Linked DNA regions of Mus musculus: regions 2 and 3 are each linked to region 1. A link is a contact called in public Hi-C and promoter capture Hi-C data. All regions are on one chromosome and are shown on one strand. Each heading gives the region's core, a stretch centred on a gene start, on an enhancer-like site or on the middle of the called end of the contact. The rest is flanking DNA. Distances are from core to core; before and after follow the strand shown.

What was found. Promoter capture Hi-C pulls out the DNA fragments that hold promoters and counts their contacts. Hi-C and Micro-C count contacts between places; a contact is called where the count stands out from the background.
Region 2: a promoter capture Hi-C map of pre-B cells shows a contact between it and region 1, with 5 times the contacts expected there. The contact joins the promoter of Fam110a here to the promoter of Acss1 in region 1. A contact is called at or near these places in 1 of 39 promoter capture datasets (pre-B cells) and 1 of 115 datasets of contacts at active chromatin or transcription factors (double positive thymocytes).
Region 3: a contact with region 1 is called in a Hi-C map of pro-B cells, with 4 times the contacts expected there. The contact joins the enhancer-like site here to the promoter of Acss1 in region 1. A contact is called at or near these places in 13 of 39 promoter capture datasets (the 3T3-L1 cell line, 3T3-L1-derived adipocytes, cranial neural crest and 7 more), 3 of 15 datasets of contacts at CTCF or cohesin (large pre-B cells, pro-B cells and stem cell-derived epiblast-like cells), 37 of 484 Hi-C or Micro-C datasets (the AtT-20 cell line, B cells, CD4 T cells and 25 more), 6 of 115 datasets of contacts at active chromatin or transcription factors (the 230-238 cell line, bone marrow-derived dendritic cells, large pre-B cells and 3 more) and 1 of 9 other capture datasets (embryonic stem cells).

Annotation. Positions count from the first base shown.
Region 1 is chr2:150,666,315-150,669,626 of GRCm38.p6, reverse strand. Acss1 (acyl-CoA synthetase short-chain family member 1) reads left to right here and starts at 1,387. Exons shown (of 14, transcript NM_080575.2): 1 at 1,387-1,742. The coding sequence starts at 1,430. E130215H24Rik (RIKEN cDNA E130215H24 gene) reads right to left here and starts at 2,133. Exons shown (of 2, transcript NR_040331.1): 1 at 1,670-2,133; 2 at 695-1,166.
Region 2 is chr2:151,978,885-151,982,091 of GRCm38.p6, reverse strand. Fam110a (family with sequence similarity 110, member A) reads left to right here and starts at 1,873. Exons shown (of 2, transcript NM_146127.3): 1 at 1,873-2,099.
Region 3 is chr2:149,348,939-149,352,094 of GRCm38.p6, reverse strand. No RefSeq gene overlaps it. Among named protein-coding and RNA genes, the nearest start is that of Cst10, 55 kb to the left of the region's middle. Within about 2 kb of position 1,649, at least 3 of the 459 cell types and tissues checked have an H3K27ac peak or open chromatin away from gene starts, as enhancers often do. A contact at or near this core is called in pro-B cells, where this site is marked.

The DNA.
Region 1 (3,312 bases), core at 138-2,637:
AATGCCGAGTACACACTGGAGGAGGAAGTGTTGGTGGGTATCTCTCAGACCACCTGGCAGAGTCTGCCCTTTCTCTTACCTATAGCTTTATGTGTTCAACTAAAATGTGCTCTTTTATAAGTCTCTTTTTATTAGCTTGAGTGCTTCCTTATTTATTCGAGCACTATGTAACCTTCTGTGTTCCATTGTTTTGTTTCTGGCCCTAGCCTAGCTTTTGGTTTGATTTGGTTTCTTAAGGTGGAGACTAGCAATGTTGTTCAGGCTACTCTCAAACTCATGGTCTCCAGGGTGTGATCTTTTTGCCTTGGACTCGTGAATAGCTGGGACCCCAGATGTGCACCACTGTGCCCACTTGCCTAACTTTTGAATTAAGGACAAGTGCTTGGCTGAGGGCAGGACATATGCCTGTGCTAGTTGTTGGCACCGCCTTCCTCCTCAGCAGCTTGCCCACAGTATCCCCTCCAAGGAAACTACCTATCTACAGCTGTCATTGCCAACAGGAAAAAGTCTTTGCCAGCCCGAAGAACTCCACAAACCAGTTTTCCAAAGTCTCCGACCTCTAGTGTTTATTTTTTTTATTATTTATTCACTTCTTAAGTATTTGGTAGAGACACATTTCTTTTTACTCTTGATTATTCAGTAACAAAAACTTGAACTTCATGACGGAGCTGATGGTCAACGAGGCCCAATGTGATATGGACATTGATTTATTCTTTCCCATAGCTTCCCACCACCTGGAATCAGCAAAGGGTCCCAAGGAAGTGGTACCTGCCCTGGCAGAGGTCAGCAGCTGGTAACCAAAATATTGTTACTGGACTCAGGCCTTCATAGCACCTCCTTTCCTGTTTGAAGGCCCCCAGGGTTGCTCATCAGCCCTTTAGCCCGCTGCGGGTGATTTATGTGTGTGTGGCATGGTTGTACAGGCCCACACCATTGGGAGAGGGCTTTACTCTCAGAAGGTCTCCTAAGGAGGAAAGCTTTGACTTCAATCTATGGTATGCTGAACCAACTGACGGTTCATCCACACCATCTGTGAGCTGCTTCGCTCTTATGACCACTTAGACGCGTTCCCAATCTTATCTCAGAGCGCTGCCTGTGTCCCAGGTCCGGAGGCTGGGCCAACCGTGTACTTGCAGCTTCTGTCGCCAGCCAGAAAGTTATTTGGTCTGTAAAAAGAGATCGCAGAAACCCAGGAAACTGAAGCCGAGAGCGCGGGCTAGCCCCGGACTGGGCGCACAACAAAACCTAGTTCTACCCACCTCCCGGAGTCCCTGTCCAGGAGGGAAGAGGTGGGAAGGGGCAGGCTCAAGGAAGCTGCTTCTCCGGGAGAGAAGTAGTGGGTGGTGGCCGCGGGGGCGGAGCCGGGGCGGGGCCGTGGAGACTCTTAGGGGCGCTCAGGCTACCGCACCCGCGTGGGGCGTCGGGCGAGATGGCGGCGCGCAGCCTCGGCAGCGGTGTGGGGCGACTGCTGCGTGGCCTGCAAGGGCGCTCTGGACAATCGGGGTGGTCACTGAGCGTGTCCCGCTCGACCGCCACCCGACTCCCGGGCTGCGTTCCTGCAGCAGCGCAACCAGGCTCGTACCCCGCGTTGAGCGCTCAGGCAGCCCAGGAGCCGGCCGCCTTCTGGGGGCCGCTGGCCCGTGACACACTAGTTTGGGACACTCCTTACCATACTGTCTGGGACTGTGACTTCAGGACGGGCAAGATCGGCTGGTTCCTGGGAGGCCAGTTGAATGTGTCTGGTGAGTGCCTTGCTGGGTCCAGCTCATTTTCGCCGAGACTCGGGAGGCTCCAGTCAGTAGCAGCTGCCCCCAGGCCTTGGCTCTTTTCTCCAGAATGCTTCACCACCCACCCTAATCCTTGGGTCACGTCACTTTGTTCTGTATTCCACCGGATCTAGAGACTGCAGCTGGCGAAGCAGCAGTTACCCTCCCAAGTCTGCAGCGCTGTCTCTAGCGGGAAACTGGGGATACCCGGTTTAACCTCAGAGTGTTCTACCCTAACACAGATTCTAGGGGGCTTTGTCTTCAGACACAAAGCTTAGGACCCCAGATAGGCCTAGATGGAGAGAGCCCATGCTCCAAGAGTCCAGGCTTTTCTGACTCAGGGCCCCCAGATCAGCAGGGTAAACGCAAAGTACATAGGTTGCTATCGGCAACTGCAGGTGCTAGGGCTCGAGGCTCCCCTGAGGACAAACCTTGCAGTGTAAACAGAGCTTGGTGGGTGCAGGAAGAAGAAAGTGTCAGCCCCTGGGAGGGAACTGCTTATCTCCTCCGGTTGGGGTATGTGGGCAGGAAGTTCTCGGTCTAAGAACTGCACCCCAAAAACAAACGTCTACAGTGTCAAAGGCAGGTGTAACTTCAGCTCTCCGGAGTCTGAGTCAAGAGGAGCTGAACTCAAAGCCAGCTTGGACTATGTACCAGCCTCCCCCTTGATCTCTAAACGAGACACATCAGTCACTCTAGCTGTCAGTTTTCTGATGAGCCCGGATTCTGCTGAGGGTGGAGGCAGGGAAACACACGGAGGAGCCGAGAACTGAAGGAGGGGTTGGACTGAGAGGGGCTGGACAGACAGGCTGTGTCTCTGGTGCACAGCAGAGGGTTGGGAACTTTTGCATTCCTGTGGGATGGGAGCGAGGGTTGGATGGGTCAGAGATGCGTAAGGGACGAACTGAAGGTCTTTAAGACGAGGTGGCAGGTGATGCTTTGTTTAAGGACCAAAGTTAGAGGTGGAATCTGGTGTCTGCAGTTTCACTACCTCTTCAGCTTTGGTGCGTCTCAATCGCCCCATTTGTAAAATGAGAAAGCAATACTCACCTCTTATGCTGTCTGTACCGCAGTGCTGGGGGTGGGGATACAGTAACCTGTCCAGGCTTACTGGTGATCAATAAGCTGTAGCAGTTCTGATTTAATATATTCAGAAATTATAGGGTCTGTTTTTATTTATTTATTTATTTATTTATTTATTTATTTATTTATTTATTATATGTAAGTACACTGTAGCTGTCTTCAGATACTCCAGAAGAGGGCATCAGATTTCATTACGGATGGTTGTGAGCCACCATGTGGTTGCTGGGATTTGAACTCGGGAACTTCGAAAGAGCAGTCAGCGCTCTTAACCACTGAGCCATCTTGCCAGCCCCCTGTTCTTTTTTTAAAGCACAAAACTTTAAAGAAACTTTGGACAAGTCATTTTTCCCCCGTATATTATATCACTTGACAAGTTTAATCTAAATGAGTCTTTTACTAGATAAGTGTTGCCTTTAGACTTGAGTCAGCAAATTCTTCAACTTGGGTTAAGAAGTTCTTGCGT
Region 2 (3,207 bases), core at 624-3,123, 1.3 Mb before region 1:
TAAAAAATTCTGTGACAGTTCAAGACTTGGAAATTTGCAAATGTCACAGAAGTATGAATAAGAAGCTAAGTGCTGAGAGGCAGCATCTTTCCTGCAGGTTAGCTTTCACAGAGCCAGAGGTGCAGTGTAGGCTGCTGGGAGAGAAGAGATGTCAGCAGTCTTACCCAGATGTGAATCCTCTGAACTGCAATAGTGACCAGCAAGGCACAAATGCTTTCGTGGTAGCCAACAGCGTTTTGGTTGGACTTACAGCTTGTTCCACAGGAGGATGTGCATGTCTGGTATTGCAAATCTGGCCAAGAACCCATGGTTAGGGAGCCTACTGGTCCCAGGGTGAACCTACTGCTATTATTTGCTAAATGGTCACACTATCAAACTGCCTTCTAAATTCACTCTATATCCATAAAACTAATGCAGCTTACAGACGCCATCAGAGAAGGTTTTCTGTGCCATGGACAGCACAACTGGTCGAGGGGCTGGGAATAAGAGTCTGTGGAGGGCTCTGCCACCGGTGTGAAATATGTATCAAATCAGGACGGAAAGACTGTAAGAGCCAGAGGTCAGAGAGGACCAGAGTAAAACAGACTCTTGTGGGCACTTCAGGGCCACTGCGCCGGCAAACCACAGCAGCTGTGGTTGTCTGTACATGATCAAGCCAGTTAACATTTCAGTACAGAGAGGGGAGAGGCTATGAGCCCCCACTGGAGGAGCTAGTTAGTTATAGCTGAATGTTTCTGGGGGAAGGAAAGTCAGTTTTTTAAAGGGTTGCAGCAGATTAGACTTGGTGCCTTTTAAAAAAACAAAAACAGGAGGAAGAGAGGGTGGGTGTAGGAGGAGTTAAGGGGAGAGAGTGCGGTAAATACGACTAAAATACACTGTGTTTATGTATTAAATTCTCAATGAATGAATAAAAGTATTATCTTTTAAGTGTAAAGGAATTAGTTGCTGTTTGTTATTGTAAATAGGCTATGTTTATTTAAATAGTATGGTTATGTATTTAATATCTATCTATGCTGTACAGAGAGTTTTGAAGTATGCTTAAAACATGACACTTCCTTAGCATTCTCCCATTGTTCTTAAATGTCGTTTAATCTAATCGTTGTAAGTTAATGCATGGTATTCCCAGCTGGAAAGCGGCGTTGAAGGTAGGTACCTCAGAGCTGGGTCATGAGTCCTGACAAGAATTATGTAGAAAGCTCGATTCAGCTTCTTTCCCAGGATCGACGTCTATAATTGATCTGGTTTTGATAAGCACAGTGGGAGCTACGGGTGTGCCCGTTTGAGGATTGACTTGCCATTTCAGGTTAGGGGAACAGAGAGGGAGAGAGGATTGTGGGTAAACACACAGAGAGGTAGCTGCTGAGTTGGAAGTAGGGCCTAGTTTGGGGGGTGGTCACTTAGTACCAACTCATGGGGAGACTTAAGTCAGGCAGCAAGTGTGAGGACTACTTGGGCAAAACGCATGAATTCCGAGTCAGCCTGGGCAACTTGGTGAGACCCTGCCTCCAAAGAAAAAAGTGAAGGGAGAGAAAGCTAGGTATGGCATAGACCTATAATCCTAGTACTAAGGAGGTTGTGGCCAGCCTGGGCTAGGCTAGTTATGTGTGAAGGCCCTGCCTCAAAACCCCAAAAATATTGGTACTAGTGCCTGTGCAAAACCAAGCAAACAAATTTGGGACTAGTAACTCTTGCAGCTGGAGACCGAGGAAGTCCAGCTGGAAGAGAAGAAAGGTCTGCCAAGGCCTGGGCAGCCGGAAGGCCAAGCGGCCAGCTGGGCTCCGGGCAGCAGTCGCCCTGCTGCATCTGCGGCTCCTGATGTTGCCTGGCAACCCGGGTGGCGCGCCGTTCGAACGGAAGCGACGGGCCAATCAGGAAGTCCGGGGCGAACCATTGCAGCAACGGGGACGGCGGGCTCACTTCCCTTTCCTCTGGGGCCCCAGGGACGTTCTCCCGGAGGGAATCGTGGGACAGCCAGGGCGTCCCACTCGGAAGAGCTCGCCGGTCTTCACACGTAGTAGCCTTCTCAGGTCTGCAGGGACCACCAGCTGTCAGCCTCGGCAGCCGGCGAGGAGCGGGATTCCTCTGGACGTGGGCTGCAGGTGAGCATGGGGGTAGGAGGCGGAGGGTCCCGGGGCAGTGCCCACGCATTAACCCGGGCAAGAGTCTCAGTACAGGGGGTCGACAGAGGAGAGTTCGTGTCTAGTGTCCAGCCCAGGGGGCCAGCAAAGGATCCAGGCTGTTTCCCTTTCCCACTCTGCAGTTCCCGCTCCTGGCCGATCAGAGGAACCCCGCGGGTTACTCTTTAAGGGGCTTATTGGGAAGACGTGGCTCAGGGGATCCCAGGGCTAGGCTACCCGTGCCCTACCGGCCCTTGGAGTTCCCCTTCAGGACATATACCATTCCCTCCCCATTCGCAACTTTTCTGCCTTACAGGGTTCTACAGAGTCCCAGTTCCCAGTGCTGCCCTCTCAGAGGGCCTCCCTGGGTTGAGTCCCTAGGACTGCAGGGCAGGGTTGAGTCCCTAGGACTGCGGATCCAAAGGCCTTGGAAGTCATGTGGATGTGTGTGTGTGTGTGTGTGTGTGTGTGTGGTACCTCTAAGCCAGAGTTGCTGGAACTGGACTTGAGAGTTGGGTGCAGGGTCAGACCCTCCCAAGTAGAGCATCTAATTTAGGCTGGACTCTTACCTACCCCCCTGTTGTTGATCTCGTTTCGTAGGTGGGGAATCTGAGGTTCTGTGAAGTTGAGGCTGTTGCTCAAAGGCACAGACTTAACTATGCAGAAGTCTTCAGTCCTTGACACAGGGAATCACCGACTCGATGGAGGATCTCTTATGAAGGGAACTACTCTTCCTCTGAGCCTCATTCTGGCTCTGGGGGAGCTGTGCTTGTCCATCTGTCTTTGTGTCATGCTCCCTACTCCAACTCTTGTATGGCCCAAGCTGGCCTCAATCTTACTATGTATGACCAGGCTGGTCTTGAACTCTCCGTCTTCCTAAATCTGCCTCCTCGGATGACAAGCATGTGCCACTGGCACACCAGTTCTGTGCCATTTTCGGGATAGAACCCAGGGCTTGGTTTGTGCTAAGAGAGCAATCTACTAGATGAGTTACACCACTGCCTCATTTCTTTCCACGTCGTCTAGCTTCCTGTAGCCTGATCTCTCCCCGAGTGTCCTGTTTTTCTCAGTAGCGTCTGTTCCATATTAT
Region 3 (3,156 bases), core at 400-2,899, 1.3 Mb after region 1:
ACTTTTCATACAACATATAATGAATTATTATAACTTTTAAAATCCTTTTTATTATATATTTTCTTCATTTACATTTCAAATGCTATTCCCTTTCCTTTCACTGATAAGTGGATATTAGCACAGAATTATTATGCCTTTAAGACACTGAACTCACGTTAGTATATAAAGTTGGAAAAATTTGGGGACTTAAGTGATACATTAAACTCCCAGGCAGTTATTTACTTCCTAATTGAAATGAATATATATGATTCTGGAAAGATGGCTTAGTCAATAAAATGCTTGCTTTAAAAGAATGAGGATCTGAATTCAATTTGCAGAACAGTTTAGTGCATCTCTCAACTGTGCTCAGAGAAGCTTCTTTATACAGTAGATTGCAATTATCACAGAGACCCACAGTTGGTGAAGGTGAAGAGAATAGGGTTATGGAAACTTAGCCTTATAGGGAACATCTTCAGAACAAGGGACTCAGAAATTCTGTTTTTATTAATCATTTATGTGCTTTGGTCTCTCTCCAGTTCTGGTATAGTGTGAACTTGGAATTGTTTTTCTCCTTAAGTGAACATCTTCCTTGTCTGTTTCCCTTTCTGTTACTATCCATGTGCCTCAGTTCAAATCTTTGTTCCAGGGCATAATAACCTGGAAATATTACTGACTTCAGTTATGCACCTGTAACAGTGAGACCAGAAGCTATGTGGTACTACTCCTGACATTTTTCAAGAATGTTTTGGCTACTTTTGTTACTGTTCTTTTCTTCTCCCTTTCTCTAGACTTTTCAGCAATCCTGGTCATATTCAGTGTGGATTTCTGTGGCTTTTTCATACTTTCTGTCTTTAGAACAGCTTCTCTTCTTTCTTATTCTGACTCTTCCACTACACTCTGTTATATAGAAATACCATATGCCCAGAACACTAGAAGTTTGAAATGATAGTTAACTCCATAAACCAACTGAACACCATATTTGTCGTGATTAGATCAGCTGAAATCTCCAGATGAAAGGAAATGTATAGATAGGTGACTCATACTCCAAGACAGGGACAAGAGATCCTAACAAACGTGGAAATACCCCACTTTGTTCTCACAAAGGGCACACATAATTGTCGTACTGAGGACAATTGGAAAACATTAACATTGATTAGCAGAACTACCAAGTGCTGTGGAAAAGCACTGGGAAATAAGTGCTTTGTCACATAGCTTTTAGGGAGAACTCTAAACATAAAAGCAGCATTTTATAAGCAGTTTCTGCAAGGGAATATGAGGTTTTGAAAAAATGTAAACTATGATCTCTCTCTCTCTCTCTCTCTCTCTCTGCTACTCTGAGAAGTTCCTGTCTTTCACTGTGGTTAATTTTACACTACTTACATTTACTGAAAGTTCTCATTGAGGACTTCCTGGTGGATCTAGGAAAAGAAAGAAGTTGTGGTAGGGGAGGGTACTGCCATCTGCAAATACATGCTATGGTTATTGAAGCCTAGTATCACCAGTTATCCCAGAGAAGCACTGGCAGATATTTAGACAGATACCTTCTGTGACTGTAAGAAGTCACCAGGGCATGTTATATAGCAAAGCTCCACCATTTACAGTAAACCCCGATTGCTTCTCATACGTCGAGGTGAGATGGATTGTGAGATCTGGAGACAGGGGTTCATGAGAAGATCAAGGGTGCCATCTGGTGGTCATATGTGTAAGTTCCAGGTGCAGTTCATCCTGGGGACTAGTTCTGAAAGGATTATCAGCAGTTCTTCTGGGTCTTGCAAATCATTTGACTGTGGATTCAGAACATGCCCTGCAGAATCTTGAGTTACTGCCCCTTTGTGGGCCAGGAGACATTGACAAGTATTGAGCAGGTAGTGTGTAAAAGCAGGAAGATGCAATAAAGGACAGCAAAATGCATTAATTCAAAACAATTATAGATATTTATCATGAGATGAACACCTTAAGTAATTTAGAAGAGTGGAGGAGGCCCCAATTGTTATCTCTGAATTATTAGTTATTGACAGAATTTTTAAAATTTTATTTATTTATTTATTTTCATTACTTTTTTAATTTTATTTTTATTAGGTATTTATTTCATTTAATTTCCAATGCTATCCCAAAAGTCCCCCACACGCTCCCTGACCCACTCCCCCACCCACCCACTCCCACTTCTTGGCCCTGGCGTTCCCCTGTACTGAGGCATATAAAGTTTGCATGAGCAATGGGCCTCTCTTTCCAAGATGGCCGACTAGGCCATCTTCTGATACAAATGCAGCTAGAGACACGAGCTCTGGGGGGTACTGGGTAGTTCATATTGTTGTTCTACCTATAGGGTTGCAGATCCCATTAACTCCTTGGTTACTTTCTCTAACTCCTCCATTGGGGGCCCTGTGATCCATCCAATAGCTGACTGTGAGCATCCACTTCTGTGTTTGCTAGGCCCCGACATAGGCAAACAAGAGACAGCTATATCTGGGTCCTTTCAGCAAAATCTTGCTAGTGCATGCAATGGTGTTAGCATTTGGAAACTGATTATGGGATGGATCCCCGGATATGGCAGTCTCTAGATGGTCCATTCTTTTGTCTCAGCTCCAAATTGTGTCTCTATAACTCCTTCCATGGGTGTTTTGTTTCCAATTCTAAGAAGGGGCAAAGTGTCCACACTTTGGTCTTCATTCTTCTTGAGTTTCATGTGTTTCACAAATTGTATCTTATATCTTGGGTATTCTAAGTTTCTGGGCTAATATCCACTTATCAGTGAGTACATATTGTGTGAGTTCTTTTGTGATTGGGTTACCTCACTCAGGATGGTGCCCTACAGGTCCATCCATTTGCCTAGGAATTTCATAAAATCATTCATTTTAATAGCTGAGTAGTACTCTATTGTGAAAATGTACCACATTTTCTGTATCCATTCCTCTGTTGAGGGGCATCTGGGTTCTTTCCAGCTTCTGGCTATTATAAATAAGGCTGCTATGAACATAGTGGAGCATGTGTCCTTCTTACCAGTTGGAACATCTTCTGGATATATGCCCAGGAGAGGTATTGCAGGATTCTCCAGTAGTACTATGTCCAATTTTCCAAGGAACCAACAGACTGATTTCCAGAGCGGTTATACAAGCTTGCAATCCCACCAACAATGGAGGAGTGTTCCTCTTTCTCCACATCCTCACCAGCTCTCCT